Regions from separate parts of the Mus musculus genome. Here regions 1 and 2 are each linked to region 3. A link is a contact called in public Hi-C data. All regions are on one chromosome and are shown on one strand. The core of a region is the stretch at or near the end of the contact, and the rest is flanking DNA. Distances in the headings are between cores, read along the strand shown. Region 1 has its middle 3.9 kb from the start of Gm31135. Region 2 overlaps Efnb2 (ephrin B2). Region 3 has its middle 150 kb from the start of Gm31401.

What was found. A called contact is a pair of places that touch in the nucleus more often than the background predicts.
Region 1: a Hi-C map of cerebral cortex shows a contact between it and region 3, with 2.8 times the contacts expected there. The contact joins two enhancer-like sites. A contact is called at or near these places in 3 of 484 Hi-C or Micro-C datasets (cerebellar granule neurons, cerebral cortex and forebrain) and 3 of 115 datasets of contacts at active chromatin or transcription factors (embryonic stem cells and epiblast stem cells).
Region 2: a Hi-C map of cerebral cortex shows a contact between it and region 3, with 4 times the contacts expected there. The contact joins two enhancer-like sites.

What each region holds. Positions count from the first base shown.
Region 1 is chr8:8,486,464-8,490,863 of GRCm38.p6, reverse strand. No RefSeq gene overlaps it. Among named protein-coding and RNA genes, the nearest start is that of Gm31135, 3.9 kb to the right of the region's middle. RefSeq lists an enhancer at 1-2,810. Within about 2 kb of position 2,188, at least 143 of the 459 cell types and tissues checked have an H3K27ac peak or open chromatin away from gene starts, as enhancers often do. A contact at or near this core is called in cerebral cortex and forebrain, where this site is marked.
Region 2 is chr8:8,618,097-8,622,814 of GRCm38.p6, reverse strand. It overlaps Efnb2 (ephrin B2), which reads left to right. Exons shown (of 5, transcript NM_010111.6): 4 at 371-484; 5 at 1,839-4,718. The coding sequence ends at 2,227. Among named protein-coding and RNA genes, the nearest start is that of Efnb2, 41 kb to the left of the region's middle. Within about 2 kb of position 1,469, at least 26 of the 459 cell types and tissues checked have an H3K27ac peak or open chromatin away from gene starts, as enhancers often do. A contact at or near this core is called in cerebral cortex, where this site is marked.
Region 3 is chr8:8,229,546-8,234,140 of GRCm38.p6, reverse strand. No RefSeq gene overlaps it. Among named protein-coding and RNA genes, the nearest start is that of Gm31401, 150 kb to the right of the region's middle. Within about 2 kb of position 2,405, at least 23 of the 459 cell types and tissues checked have an H3K27ac peak or open chromatin away from gene starts, as enhancers often do. A contact at or near this core is called in cerebral cortex and forebrain, where this site is marked.

The DNA of each region.
Region 1 (4,400 bases), core at 939-3,438, 260 kb before region 3:
CAAGTGCAGCTCTGGCCTGATAATGATAACGTACAGGGAACTTCAGCTGTTTGTCCAACTGGAGAAAAAGTAGGGGAGGAAAGAAGAGCGGCATGATGGAGACAGGACAGAGAAAGTAACATCAAATGTAAGAGCTGCACTAGGACTCTCTCCTCCCTCTTCCCTTTCTCCATATTGAGGATGGAAGCCAGGCCTTGTTCTTGCTAGGCAAGGCCTTTGCCACCAGCCCACGCAGCCAGCCTCAGGACTGGGAATCAGGGGAGGAAATGAAAAGACACACGACCTTCATAAAATGAAAGAGAGCCTGGCTACGTGGTCACAGAATGACGTCCACAGCTGGACACCAGAGTGGGAAAACGTCCTCCAGCTGTAGCCAAATCTGTTGTTTTCAGGACCCAGAAGTCACCAGGCCGGTGGTATTGGAGACAGGAGACAAGCGGGTAGGGATTCTCTTACAAGCCAGAGGTCTAGGGAGGCTAGAGTCTCCTCTTTGCCACTGTCCTGGAACTTAGTAGATGAGACTAGTCTCCTGGATGCCCTCATAATTCTGCAGAAAAAAAAAAAAACTCATGATTTTTTATTTTCTTTTCCTGGAAAGTGTAATTTGAAGGATTGTCAGAGGACAAAATTGAACCGTGGTCACAAAGGCTGTGCAGGAAGACCCAGGAGCATCATGGGGCCAGGGCCTTTGGTGTTTGCAGTTTTGTTTCAGGGAGACAAATGCCCCTGCTTTGATCAAGTGTCAAGTGTATGTGGCAAATTCCTCTGTGAAGGACCCCCTGGTATACTGCCTGCACACGCAGGCAAGCTGCCTGCAGGGAGGTGGGGGTTGGAGGTAAGCAAGCATCATTTGTTTTAAATTGCACCACGGTAGAAATCCATGAACTCAGGGCTGCCACAAGCATTCTGGGCACAAAGGAAAGCTGTGCAGAGGCTGCGTCTCTTTTGATATAGATTTTGCCGCCATTGTTCCAGGTGTCTCCGGAGAGAGCTTATTTCCATATGTATAGAGAAACGGAGTGCTTTCTCTTGCCGGTTAAAGTGTCACCGAATGTATTTTTAGCTATACATAAAGCAGCGGCAGTGTGAGGCATCTTACCGCCAGGGTCGCAAGGTTTGAACATCCTTTGCCACTGGAGGAATGCTAATGAGATGATTCTTCATTCCACTTATTTTAATTGCCAAACAACGCTTAATTCCCCACCCCACACCCCCGACTTAAAAAACAAAATCAAACAAATCCCTTTTTGTGTATAGCCAAGTTTGCCCTTGCAGGAGATGGGTGTTGCAGAAAGACCCCAATCGTCCTGTGCAGAAGGTTCTAGGCCTGGCCCTCTCCCTGTGCAGTTAGTGCGAGGTGTCAGTGTCTGCTCCCCTTTCCAATAGCTCGGAGGATGCTGAGAGGAGACGCCCGTGGTTGTCAGAGAAACACGGCGATATATTATTAGATCTTTCATAATTAGGCTTTGCTGATGTGTGCAAGAGCTTAATCAAAAACGTTATCACCCAGCCTGCTGCTGGAGGTGGGGGTTGGTGATGGTGGTGGGGGAATCTGGAAAGTCAAAGGCTGTTCCTCCCCGTGCTGGTTCTGTAAGATAACAAAGGCAAGACAAAGGCAGATGGCTCCTGCCTGTGGTTCTGAGCAGGCTCATGCTTTGGTTAATCACGTGACGTACGTGACAGTGGGTTCAGAAAACCTGAAGCCCCTCCTCGCTCCCAATTTCTGAGTCACTCCACCGACCAGGTGCTGACTAAGGCTGTGGGCTGTGGGAACCTCATTGAATGTGTCTGCCAAGCGTTTCCAGGTAGAGCTTGGCTCCCCGGGGGAGCTCTAGAAGTCCCTCCCTGGGTCACAGCAGGCCTGCCTGACTGCGAATTTCAAAGAGTGTATCTCAGCCCTTAGATAAACCTGGCTGGTGTCCCCTGGCAGCAAAGCTGGGGGAAGACCTCGGGGACAGCCATCCTGCAGCGCCCAGGGCTGTTTGGACAAACTGTGCTATGTTTTTTCTGCCCGTATCTGGGCATGCAGGTGAATCCTGGTCCCGCTGGTATCTTGGCTGGCCACTCTCTCTCAGGCTCTGCGGGGAGCTGGGGGTGCATCCCTGCAAACGCTCCAGCAAAGCTGTGCAAACAAACCCGGCCGATTAGTTGGACAGGCTCACTGGCTCGGGAGTGTGAGCTGGCCTGGCAGCCCTATGCTCTCAACCCTTTCCAGGCTGGGCTTGTTCCCAGAGCGCTCATCAAGGAACACACTACCTTACCCTCTGGATGCTGGGTGCTTGTGCATCTATGGGCAGGACAGGATACTGATTCTTGCCTTGGACTCTTTACATACAACATATCACACATTCATTCACACACACACACACACACACACACACACACACACACACATGTGCGCGCCACTCACGTTCACTACAGACTATACAGCATTGGGTCAGAAGCCGTGATGGCACGAGGCACATAAATTTTGTGTCTGAGTTATTTAACCCACCTCAGAGTTGCACAAGACCTGTGTCCTTGTCTTACACGCTGCGTCAGATAGAGGCTGGCAATTTCTGTGTTTAAAGGTTCAGTTTAACACCTATAAATAACCTGACGTTCTGAGCTTTTTGGGAGAGGCTGCTCAAACTGACTTGACTTTTTTTTCCCTCTCTTCTGCCTTTGGTTTGAAGTAAGAGTCAACTTGGTATAAAGAAACCTCGGGTCCCCTTTGAGGTGAAATCAGAGTGAATCAGAAAGAGTGATTACGCCCTTCTTTAATCAGAGACTCTGGGGAGGATTTTCTTTTAGGAGAGAAGCGTCAAGCCATGCTCTTTGAAAATTACTTTCATATTTTCTTGAGCAGTTCAGAGCAGGGAGAGTTTTAAGAGTTGTCATTTGCTCTTGGATATCAGGCGGCAGCCTCAGCCTTTTGTCTGAGCCCTTCCTTCTGTGTATCCGAAAGGACTTAGCTGGCCCCGGCTTTGTTGTGCACCACACAAGCTATCAAGTGACTAATGCCCTTGGAATCTCATGGAGACATTTATTCTGCCCCTGTTGCTATGAGCCCTGTGTTCTTTTGTGGAACCTAACAATATAGGTAACATATCTAAAGTATGACCCTGACCAAAGGAACTTAGTTTTAAGTAGCAATTGTAAAATCATTGTGTACACGTCACGGGCCTGTCAGGTCCATTCTCATTTTAGTGTTTCAAGTATGTTTGCGCTAGTGACGTGGGCTGATTAACCTGAAGTGAAGTTAAAGCATCAATAGAAAAGCTCACCCACATTCACACTGCAAGTGTTTATTAAACCAGTCTCAGCTACTTGGGGGAAGCAGTACTCCTTCAGGGAATTAAAAAAAAAAAAAAAAGGATAATCAATCAGGAATTATTCAATGAGCTGACAAAAACAGCATTACAGGTCAAAAGTCCCCCTGTTATTTAAAATAGACGATCCATTTTCAAGTCAAGAGTTTTTCTCTGTATTGCCCTGGCTATCTTGGAACTAACTCACTCTGTAGACCAGGCTAGCCTGGAACTCAGAGATCCACCTGCCTCTCCTCCCAAGTGTTGGGATTAAAGTTTATGTTAATAAATAGCTTTTAAAATTAGCATTTCCTGTCTGCTTCCAAAAATTTGGTTCAAATTCTTCTCCCAGTGCTTGGAATGTTAATTTGGTGACTAGCAGAGAAAGTGGTGTGTGTGTGTGTGTGTGTGTGTGTGTGTGTGTGTGTGTGTGTTTGAGACAAGATCTTACACAGAGTCACAGGCTGGTCTGAAAACCACTACAAAGTAGCCCAGGCTGGCTGGCTTCAAGTTGTGGAAACCCTCCTGTCTCCACCTCCAGAGTTCTGGGATTGCAGCCATGAGCTCTGATGTCTGGCTAGGAAATATGGTTTTGTCAGAATTAAACGTGTGCTCGTTTCTTAACCTGAGACATTTAAAAATTAGTTGGAGCCAGAAACAATTAACGGTCCAGATTTCTCTCACTTATTTTTGGCTTTTATCTTACTTGTTTGTTCCCATTTTAATTAGAAAATAATACAATGACACAATTAATTTTACCTGGCAGGCTCTGTTCCACGGCAACAGGGGCGTATGTGAAAAATGCTGCTGGCTTTTTTCCTCTTCCCCCTAGAATGAGAATTTTTTAAAACCTAAAAGTCTGTTACCATTTAAGCCTCTATAAATGAATTTTTAGACAGTGTTTGAAATTTGGGCCTTGATTTTCACACCTTAGGGAACCATATGGAGGTTAAAATGTGATTCTTTGTTTTGTATTATGCGTTATCCCACATATTTTTTTGACCAGTGTTTCTATTTAGCCATTTTAAATACTTTCCATTTAAGTCACATTTCCTCAGAAACTGGGTCCACGATCACTGATAACATTCTAACGTTGCCACATTTTATTGA
Region 2 (4,718 bases), core at 220-2,719, 390 kb before region 3:
ACAACCAAAGAACCATGTTTCCATGTAGAATAACCTATTGTGCAGAAAGAAAGAATTATTCTTCTAATTAGAAACCGGTATAGTAGTCAATCAACTTGCTCAGTTAAATTGAAATGTCATCTGCAATGCTTTGACTGCCAAATGCAAGAATCCCTATAGTTTCCACAGATGGCCTCCCAATCTAAACCTCCAAAATAACTAGGATAACTGTTCTGATTAAAAAGGAAGATTATATTCTTGTATTTCACAGTGTTTTGCATAAAGAGTCTTATGTTCGTTGCTATTCGTGCCTCTTGAGATATGTGTGCAGCTCTGAAGCTAGCTATAGTCAGATGTCTGTGCCATGATTAATCACTTGTTCTTCATATAGATGCAAGTTCTGCTGGATCAGCCAGGAATCACGGTCCAACAAGACGTCCAGAGCTAGAAGCTGGTACAAATGGGAGAAGTTCAACAACAAGTCCCTTTGTGAAGCCAAATCCAGGTACAGTGGTGTGGTGTATGTGTGTGAGTCTGTGGGGTGCATTGTGTGGCTCCTTGAGAGAATCCTCAGAGCACGTCTGCACTGGTGGGGTTCACCTCAGCCGTGCTGCCTGCGCGCTGCGCTCAGTGAGCCGGTATTAACTTGGCCAATAAGACAGACTAATTTATTCCCATCAAAGTCTTACAGTTACAGTAACAGAGCTCGCCAGAAGTGTCAGTTACCAGTGACGCTCCACCAGACGGGTTTTCATTGGCTGATGCTGTCTCCTGCTCACTGCTGACACCATCCCAAAGCCGATTTAATGTATATATAATTTGTGCCCTAATCCCTGTCTAATTACATCTAATCCACAAAGAGCCTCAAACGATCCTTTTCTGAATTTTAGAAAACGCTGCCTAATGTCATAACTTCCAGGTGGCTGTTCTTAATGTTTTTCACATTCTGTGTATAAAAAATAAAATATTATAGGGCTTACTAACCAAAGGACACCATGCTCTGTAAAAATCGGCTCATTTTCTCAACAGCCCTGCTTCCGTGTGCTGATGTCGTTGTAAGGAGTAGTCAGTGCGCTGAGGATTCTACACACACACACACACACACACACACACACACACCAGCACTTTTGGACTAGGGATCTGTGTGCTGGATAGAGGTGATGGGAATTTGGATTTATGGTAATATTCTGTCTCTTTCCAAGAGTCAAGAAAGGAAGGTTCCCCCCCCCCCAACTTTCAATGACAAGATGTGTCAAATTCTTGTGACAAATTGATAAATGGATAGTATAATGGTGCCAGGCAATTCTTTAGTGCTAACATTTGGGTTAGCAGTCTGTTCGGTGCCAGAGCGTCTGCTGCCTTCCAAATATATTTTAAGTGTAAATCAAATAATACAACCGAGTTACGAGTTGAAGCCTTTCCCGGGTCCCATCACTCCTTCCTTTCTGGCGCATCGCTGCTGGTAGGCAGGGCTTCTGTGGAAGGCGGGCGTTTAAAGACGGACATATAACACCCAGTTTCCAGCATGAGGGAAGAGCAGGCCAGGCCAGGGCTGCACCATGCTCTGGAGTAGCTGCGTGTGCCTTTTTTCCAGCCGAGCCTGGTGCATCACCGGGAAGTGCAGAGGCTAGGACGGCCCAGGGCTTGCTGGCTGTCTCGCCATTCTGCTGCCGGTGACACAGACAAGGAAGCAGTTGGGGATTGTATGAGCATTGGACCTTGAGGCTCCTTTGCCCTGTCTGTCAAGTTCGCTCTGAGGGTTGAGCGTTGGACATGCTTAATTATTACATTTCGGGGTTTCTGCAAGAAACAGGGCACACCCAGGACTCTGGTAACTGGCTCTTCTTGCTCCTGTGCAGGTTCTAGCACCGATGGCAACAGCGCGGGGCATTCCGGGAACAATCTCCTGGGTTCCGAAGTGGCCTTATTCGCAGGGATCGCATCAGGATGCATCATCTTCATCGTCATCATCATCACTTTGGTGGTGCTGCTGCTCAAGTACCGCAGGAGACACCGCAAACACTCTCCACAGCACACGACCACGCTGTCTCTCAGCACACTGGCCACGCCCAAGCGAGGTGGCAACAACAATGGCTCGGAGCCCAGTGACGTTATCATACCACTAAGGACTGCAGACAGCGTCTTCTGCCCGCACTACGAGAAGGTCAGCGGGGACTATGGGCACCCGGTGTACATCGTGCAGGAGATGCCCCCACAGAGTCCTGCCAACATTTACTACAAGGTCTGAGGCCTGAGACCTGCGCCTCCCAAGGGAACTCGCACCTTGTTCTTGGGCACGCAGGGACTGCCTGAGCCTGGCTGTGGGGGCAGGATGCCTCCTGGAAGAGCCTGGATCTGGACAGTTTTGTAGTCTGTAGCTTTTCCGACCCTGGGGACCACAGACCCTCCCCGGAAGCTGGAAGACTGCTAGGAGATCCCCACTTGGACTGCCGCGGCCCCACGCGGACCTCCAAGCCATGCACCCAGCCACTCAGGCCTCTGCAGAGCCCGGGGAGGACACGGTAGGCTATGGATGGCGCAGCAGCATCTTAGGAGAAGGTTGCGCACCAGGCCGGCCCCTGCCTCCACGTTTCCTGCCGTGCACACTGGACTTATCACTTGGACCTCGGGTTCAGTAAGGTTTTCAAAGATCTCTAGTGTTTAGTCCTCACTCACTCACTCACTCACTCACTCCTTCTCTTGCCAGGGCTCTGCAGCAAACTCCCTAGACCCCTCACTCCACGTACTGCATCATTACGGGACACTCACCACAGAGTCCCAGCTCCACCCTTTACACCAAGATCAAATTAGATGGGTATTAGGTACAGAAGAACCCTGCTTGCCTGGAGGCCGGGTCAGCCGGGAAGCGCAGATGTGTGGAGGAGTGAGGAGGTGCTGGCTGCCACGGCAGGTCAAGGCTGCTTGCTGCCCCTGGAGCATAGTAGGGATGCAGGAAGGAAATAGATAATGCTTTGGTTTTTCTGAGAGGACAGAGACAGGTGGGAGGTGACTGACTGGTGAGTGGTGGGGAGCCTTTCACTACCACACAGCTATGCAGCAGGGAATCAAAAGTCCCTCTCCTGCGGGGAACAAAGGGGCCATTGTTGTGAAAGGACCAGCTAGAGCACAGAGGGAGAGGGCAGGCCTCCGGTGAAGTGCTGGGGCAGAACTGCAGAGGTACTGGAAATAAAAAGCGCAGCGCAGAGCTGTGGGAGAGTCCGTCTGCTTTGGGAGATGTTTTAAGCAGACTCAGCTGCTATATTACCACGTTTTTATTAAAAACACAGGGAAAGCATTTAGGAGAAGAGCAGAGAGCCAAATCTGACCTAGAAGTTGAAAAGCCAAAGGTCAAACAGGCTGTAAGTCCATCACCACTGAGGTTATTGGAGAATTCTCATTAGGAAAGGCAGGTCAGATTCCCCAGGCCCCATAAGTGCCCCTTCCCCCTCCCTGATTGAGCCTTACACGTTGGTTTTTGGTTTATGGCCGTGCTGTCCGGGCTCCAAGGCAGTACCCGGGCTCCATGTCAAAGCAAAGCACACATGGCCCACCTCTTAGAGTCCTTGAGATGGAAGTAAGTTATGCCGCGGAAGGAAAGGCGAAGATAGGACATATTTATAATAGGTGTATAGAACACAAGGGATATAAAATGAAAGATTTTTACTAATATATATTTTAAGATTACACACAATACACACCAGAAGACGTGGAGTTCGGTGGTGGTGGTGGTCGTGGTGGTGGTGATTAAAGTGACCCCAGCGCTTAGTGCTTTAAAAAGTGAAAGATTGGGTAGCTACTCCCCGAAACGTACCAATAGCAAGAAAAGTATCCATAATGAGAGCAAATGGCAAAAATAACACGGTCCTGCGGGAATCTCGCAGAACCGTAGACTAGGAATGCCAGCCCCCCAAATTGATGTGACCCTGCCCCGGGTTAGACAATGATAAAATGCGCTGGCCTTTATTTTCTGTGTTGGGTTTTCCCTTGCCTTATGGGCTGAAGTGTTCTCTAGAATTTAGCAGGTCACACTGAGGGGATTCCAGTTTAACTGTGGGTCCCTCCTCCTCTCCTACCCCATCCCTGCCCTTCCAGAGAATAACAGGAAGCCTTCCTTTTTTTTTTTTTTTAAGTGCTATGCAAAAGAGACATCTTTAACAGAGTCCTGTTACTATGGTAACATTTTGCTTTCTGAATTGGGAGGAAATAAAAATTGTAATGACAGCATTTGAAGGTTCTCAGACCTCCAGTGAGTACCTGCAAAAATGAGTTGTCACAGAGATTATTCCCTACTTCTCAAACCTGAAAATGATGTTGGTTCGATGTGTGTGTGTGTGTATGAGTGGGTGTGTGGTACATGTGTGTACATATATGTATAATATATATCTCCAGTATATATTATATATATCTATATCATATTTCTGTGGAGGGTTGCCATGGCAATCAACTGCAGTACATATGTAGTTCTTTCCATCACCCTAACCTCTCCTGCGCATTCACACAAGAGTTTCTTGTAAGCCATCAAAAGTTAATTCTAGGGGGAGAGGGATGAGGCGGGGAGACATGGGAAACCGTCTGATTTTAATGAAATCAAATGTCTGTGTCATCGGTTGGCTACGTTTTGGTTCTATGCTAAACTGTGAAGAATCGGATGAATTGATGAAGAGTTGAGTTACCTGCAACCCATTGAGAAGTGTCCTGTGCGTCTGTTTTGTGTCTGGTGCAGAAAATGACAATCTACC
Region 3 (4,595 bases), core at 1,156-3,655:
CCGGTTGCCTCATCCACCCAGATGTGGCAGCTTCAGTGCCACAGCTGCAGGCCAGCTGCCTCCACCTACCTAACCTTCCCTTCCAAGATGTACCGTGTCTTCAAACCATGGGACAAAATGAACCTGATTTTATATCGTTCCTTGTCAGATATTTGGTCACATGAAAGAGAAAAGTAGCTCACATTCTCCCCAGAGAGTGCTTGGCACCTGCACAGATATGAAGATTCAGAAAAAGAGTGGAGATGACTCTGAAATTAGCGCCTGGGAACTTTCCACCACAACCTGTCAACCTCCCTGGGAAACATGTCCTCACACAGCTTGCTGCCTGGGTTTAGAAGTTGGAAGCTGTCCCTCACAGCAGTCCCAAAAAACCAGGCCATCTTAGACAGCAGATGCTACCCAGCCCATGAAGAAAAAGGGCTATTTATAAAGTGCCTCAGAACATTGGCTTCGAAGGAGATATCTTCTAACTGGGGTAACAAATCAGGAACTGGCTATGGATATTTCTTCCAGTTTGTTACAATTGTTTATTTTGGCCTGGCATTATATATATATATACCAATTGAGACATCATAGCTTCTTTTACTTTCCTGTCTCAGATTCACTTGTTTGTTTTTAATTTTTATCAGGAGTTGTAAATATAGCAATTGCTAAAGAGTAACATTCTGAGAAAATGTCCATTCCAATACAGAGATGCAGTCGGAAAGCAGGCCGCTGTGCACGGCTTTTATACACTGTGCATCTGATCTCCTCCCACAAGGATAAGTGGTTTACATTTAGTATGATTTGATATGATGTGCTAATGTATTCCTCCTCTGGAGCTTCGGTTTGGAATTGAGAGAATATGGATATACTTTGACTTTATGAATTTCTTGTTTTGGTGTTGTGTTGTGTGTGTGTGTGTGTGTGTGTGTGTGTGTCTAGCCTATAGCCTGTACCCCCACTCTGTAGCTTGGGTTGATTTTATTCTGTCCTGACTTCTCCTGCTTCATTCTGGTGAATGTGGAGGTTGTAGGCTGAGCCATCATGCTCGGCCCGTCATGTCATGAGATCTTCATCAAGTCATGGTTTCAATATTGTGAATTCATCTCAAAAAAAAAAGTGGTGGTTAACATTCAGGTTTCTCAGTATTTAATAAATAGCAAAATGAATTTCTGAAAATCATCTGTTTATTGATAATCGTGCGAGCATATGTAAGGCATTTTGGTCATATACCCCTGTCTTCCTCTTGGAAAAGGGACTTTATATCTAAAGCCCTTTCTTGATATTTTGATGTGTTACACACAACTGTTAGACAGTGCAGAGAACATTATCGTTTGGCAGAGAGACTGTTGAAATGTATTTTGATCTGGGATGCCATGAACGAGGGTGAGTGATCCGCTGAGGTGGCACTCCAAGGTGTTCAGGAAACATTTTACAGCCTGGAATTGAAATGCCCTTTCTATATATATATTTTTCTGAGCCTGGCAGGAACTCACTTGCCTTCTCAGGAGTTAGGATGGAATTGCTGCTTGGTCCTCACAAGTTTTCTTATATTTCCAAATCAGAAACTTCACACTGCCCTTCTGCCTGGACTGGGTACTTCTGGTACATCCTTTCGATTCATCCCGAGGAAGCAGAGTCCCATGGAGAGATATTAACGGCTGTAGTTTTGCCTCCACTTAGCTGGGGCTTCCCCAGCAATGGAGGAGTGTGTGGTGCACTGGCACAAGCTGGGATTAATTTAGGATCAAAGTTGTCCCTCCATCTGTCTATTTACAGTGATGCAGTATGGCTTGATAGCACTTTTTCTGGTTACCGATTTGGTTCACCGTCTACCTTGGTTTTGGAGTACTCAGGTTTGAGGGACAGTGAGACCCTTCCTAGGACTAATGCTGGAAGCACGCTGACTGACCTCCTGGCTTCCCTCCGCATGGCCTTCATCGGGCAGGCATATTTGAGGAACGGCTATGCAGATCTGAGGGCAGCATCTGCTCCACAGACCTTAAACGACGTCCCTCCTGCCTGCCAGAATAAGGAACGCCACGTTACTCACTTTCTCACATCAATTTCTAAAACTGGTTCCTGAGCTCCTTAAAGATTTGAAGCCCCTTCCCATGATGGATCTTTCCTTTCCTTTCTGAAATATGCTTTCCTGAAAGATGGCTGATGTCTTTGTTATTTCTCTTATTGTTAAGCAGCGTTTTAGCTGCTAATATATTTTCTTGAGGCAAGCGATTGCCAAGCAACTGAAAGCATAAAGGGAAATTTGTACTATGTAAATGAGGGACTTAATGCATTAATTAGATGGATTGGAACATTGTATTTCCATGTGTTTCATGCCTTAATTCTCAAGCTGAGGGTTGGAGCTGCTGAGAGGGAAGGGGAGGCTGTGATGGAGTTCCAAGTGGATTTTGGAAAACACAGCGCTGGGGTTTTTGAAAAGCTGTGTGGTCATGGTGGGAGCCAAATGAAGTAGGAAAGAGTGATGGGCTCTTTCTCAACACGTTGTTATGTTGTAATGAGGCCATGTCAGAGAGTTCTGAAGGGCTGCTTCTTATACTGGTCTCTAATAAATGAAAACTGTGTTTATTTTCCCTTTCTGCAGTGGTGGGATGAACCAACACCCTTTCCTCATCTCTGTCAGAGGGAAGCCCAGAATCAAAAGAATTTAATCAGAGCTGGCATCCTGATGCTGGCACAATTCATTCTGGGTAGCAAAGACAGCAACCAGTGACAGCTCCCCGCGTCTTTTGTCCCTCAGCCAAGCTTCCTCTAGGGCAGGAAAGGGCCACTGCTCCTTGGTCTATTACTGGTAGAGGAAGCTGAGCAGGGGGAAAGTTTTCCTAAGTGGCAAAGCCAAACTCACATTAATAAGAGATGAGTTTTCCTTGATGTTCACCCCCTTCCACTCATCCACTCACTGTTTACTCAAAAGCGTATTGAATACTTCTATAGTTATGTGTTGTGTACAAAGCGTAAAACTGAAAGCACACACAGTCCTATTCTTGTAAATCTTATTCTAACTCCAAGTGTGAAATGCTGAGGCTGCTTCCAGAAAGGGCCTGTGGTTCTAAGAAGACATGAACAAGGGAATGTAGCAGGGGTCATAGGGAACCCCTGAGAAAATGAAAAATGAAAAATATGCAAGGAAGAGTTAAAGTACCATGTAACCGCCACAGGGAAGAGAGGAACATGTTTTAACTTGTGTTTATGACAAGGATTAATACGATGCTCTCCAAAAGCCTACATGGATACCAGTGGTGTTGGAACCAAGAACATGAGACAGGAGGAAGGGACAAAACCTCCAGTTCCTAGACTTGTCCTCCCTTCCGTGTAGCCCCTGCTGAGAAAGCCATCCTTGCTTCATCCCAGAAACTAGACCTGTGCTGTTTCTATCCATCTCCTACATGAGGCCCATCATTGTCCAGTTGATCAATTCAGACTTGTAGTTTTAAGTCAAGATCTCTAGATCCCAAGTCTCTACTGATTTCCTGGACCTCTTGCTTTAGCTCTGTCATTGTAAGGTGGACCAGTCATCTCATTCCAGACTCACCAGGTCTTTCCATTTCCTTTCACATGGAAGGTCTCCATGCAGTATGGTAGAGGATGGCTACCCTTCCTGTACTGGCTAGTTTTGTGTCAACTTGACACAGCTGGGGTTATCACAGAGAAAGGAGCTTCAGTTGAGGAAATGCCTCTATGAGATCCAACTCTAAGGCATTTTCTCAATTAGTGATCAAGGGGGAAAGGCCCCTTGTGGGTGGGACCATCTCTGGGCTGGTAGTCTTGGGTTCTATAAGAGAGCAGGCTGAGCAAGCCAGGAGAGGCAAGCCAGTAAAGAACATCCCTCCATGGCCTCTGCATCAGCTCCTGCTTCCTAACCTGCTTGAGTTCCAGTGCTGACTTCCTTGGTGATGAACAGCAGCATGGAAGTGTAAGCCGAATAAACCCTTTCCTCCCCAACTTGTTTCTTGGTCATGCTGTTTGTGCAGGAATAGAAACCCTAAGACACTTCCTTTCTGAGAGTTGTTCATGTCAGTGGTCCCTCACACCCCTTCCCAGTTAGCTTGTGCTATTGTCAGCTGTGTGTCTGTTCTTTCCACAGACAGGAAAATCCTTGCCTCGTGGCAGTGTGTGACAAGTGAGTGTTTTTCAAAGTTTTATGTTCTTTGTAAAATGGAACAAAAGAAGAACATACATTAAAAAAATTAGCAAAATGGCATAAGTCTAGAGAGAGTGATGCTCTGTGTCTTTGTTATGCTAGTGTTGTTCAGGCTGTCATTACAAATCTGGGACAGTTCCCTGGCCCCCTGTGCCAGGCCAAAAAAAAAAAAAAAAAAGAATCAACTGTACTTTGTTAGGAAAATGGTCATAGTTATCAGAGAGAATCCTGTCAGGCTACCTAACTCTAAATGTGTTAGTTTTTCTTTTTGTTTCTCTTGCTTGTATAACTTTCCCAAACCCCAGGATATGGAAAGAAGGAGTGACTAGTATATGAAATATCAGTGAAAACCCTTCTTTTATGGTGTGCTGTTTATATGTGATACAGAGCATTTAAAATTTAAGTACATTTTAATTTATTTGTTGTATGTATATACATGTGCATGTATGTG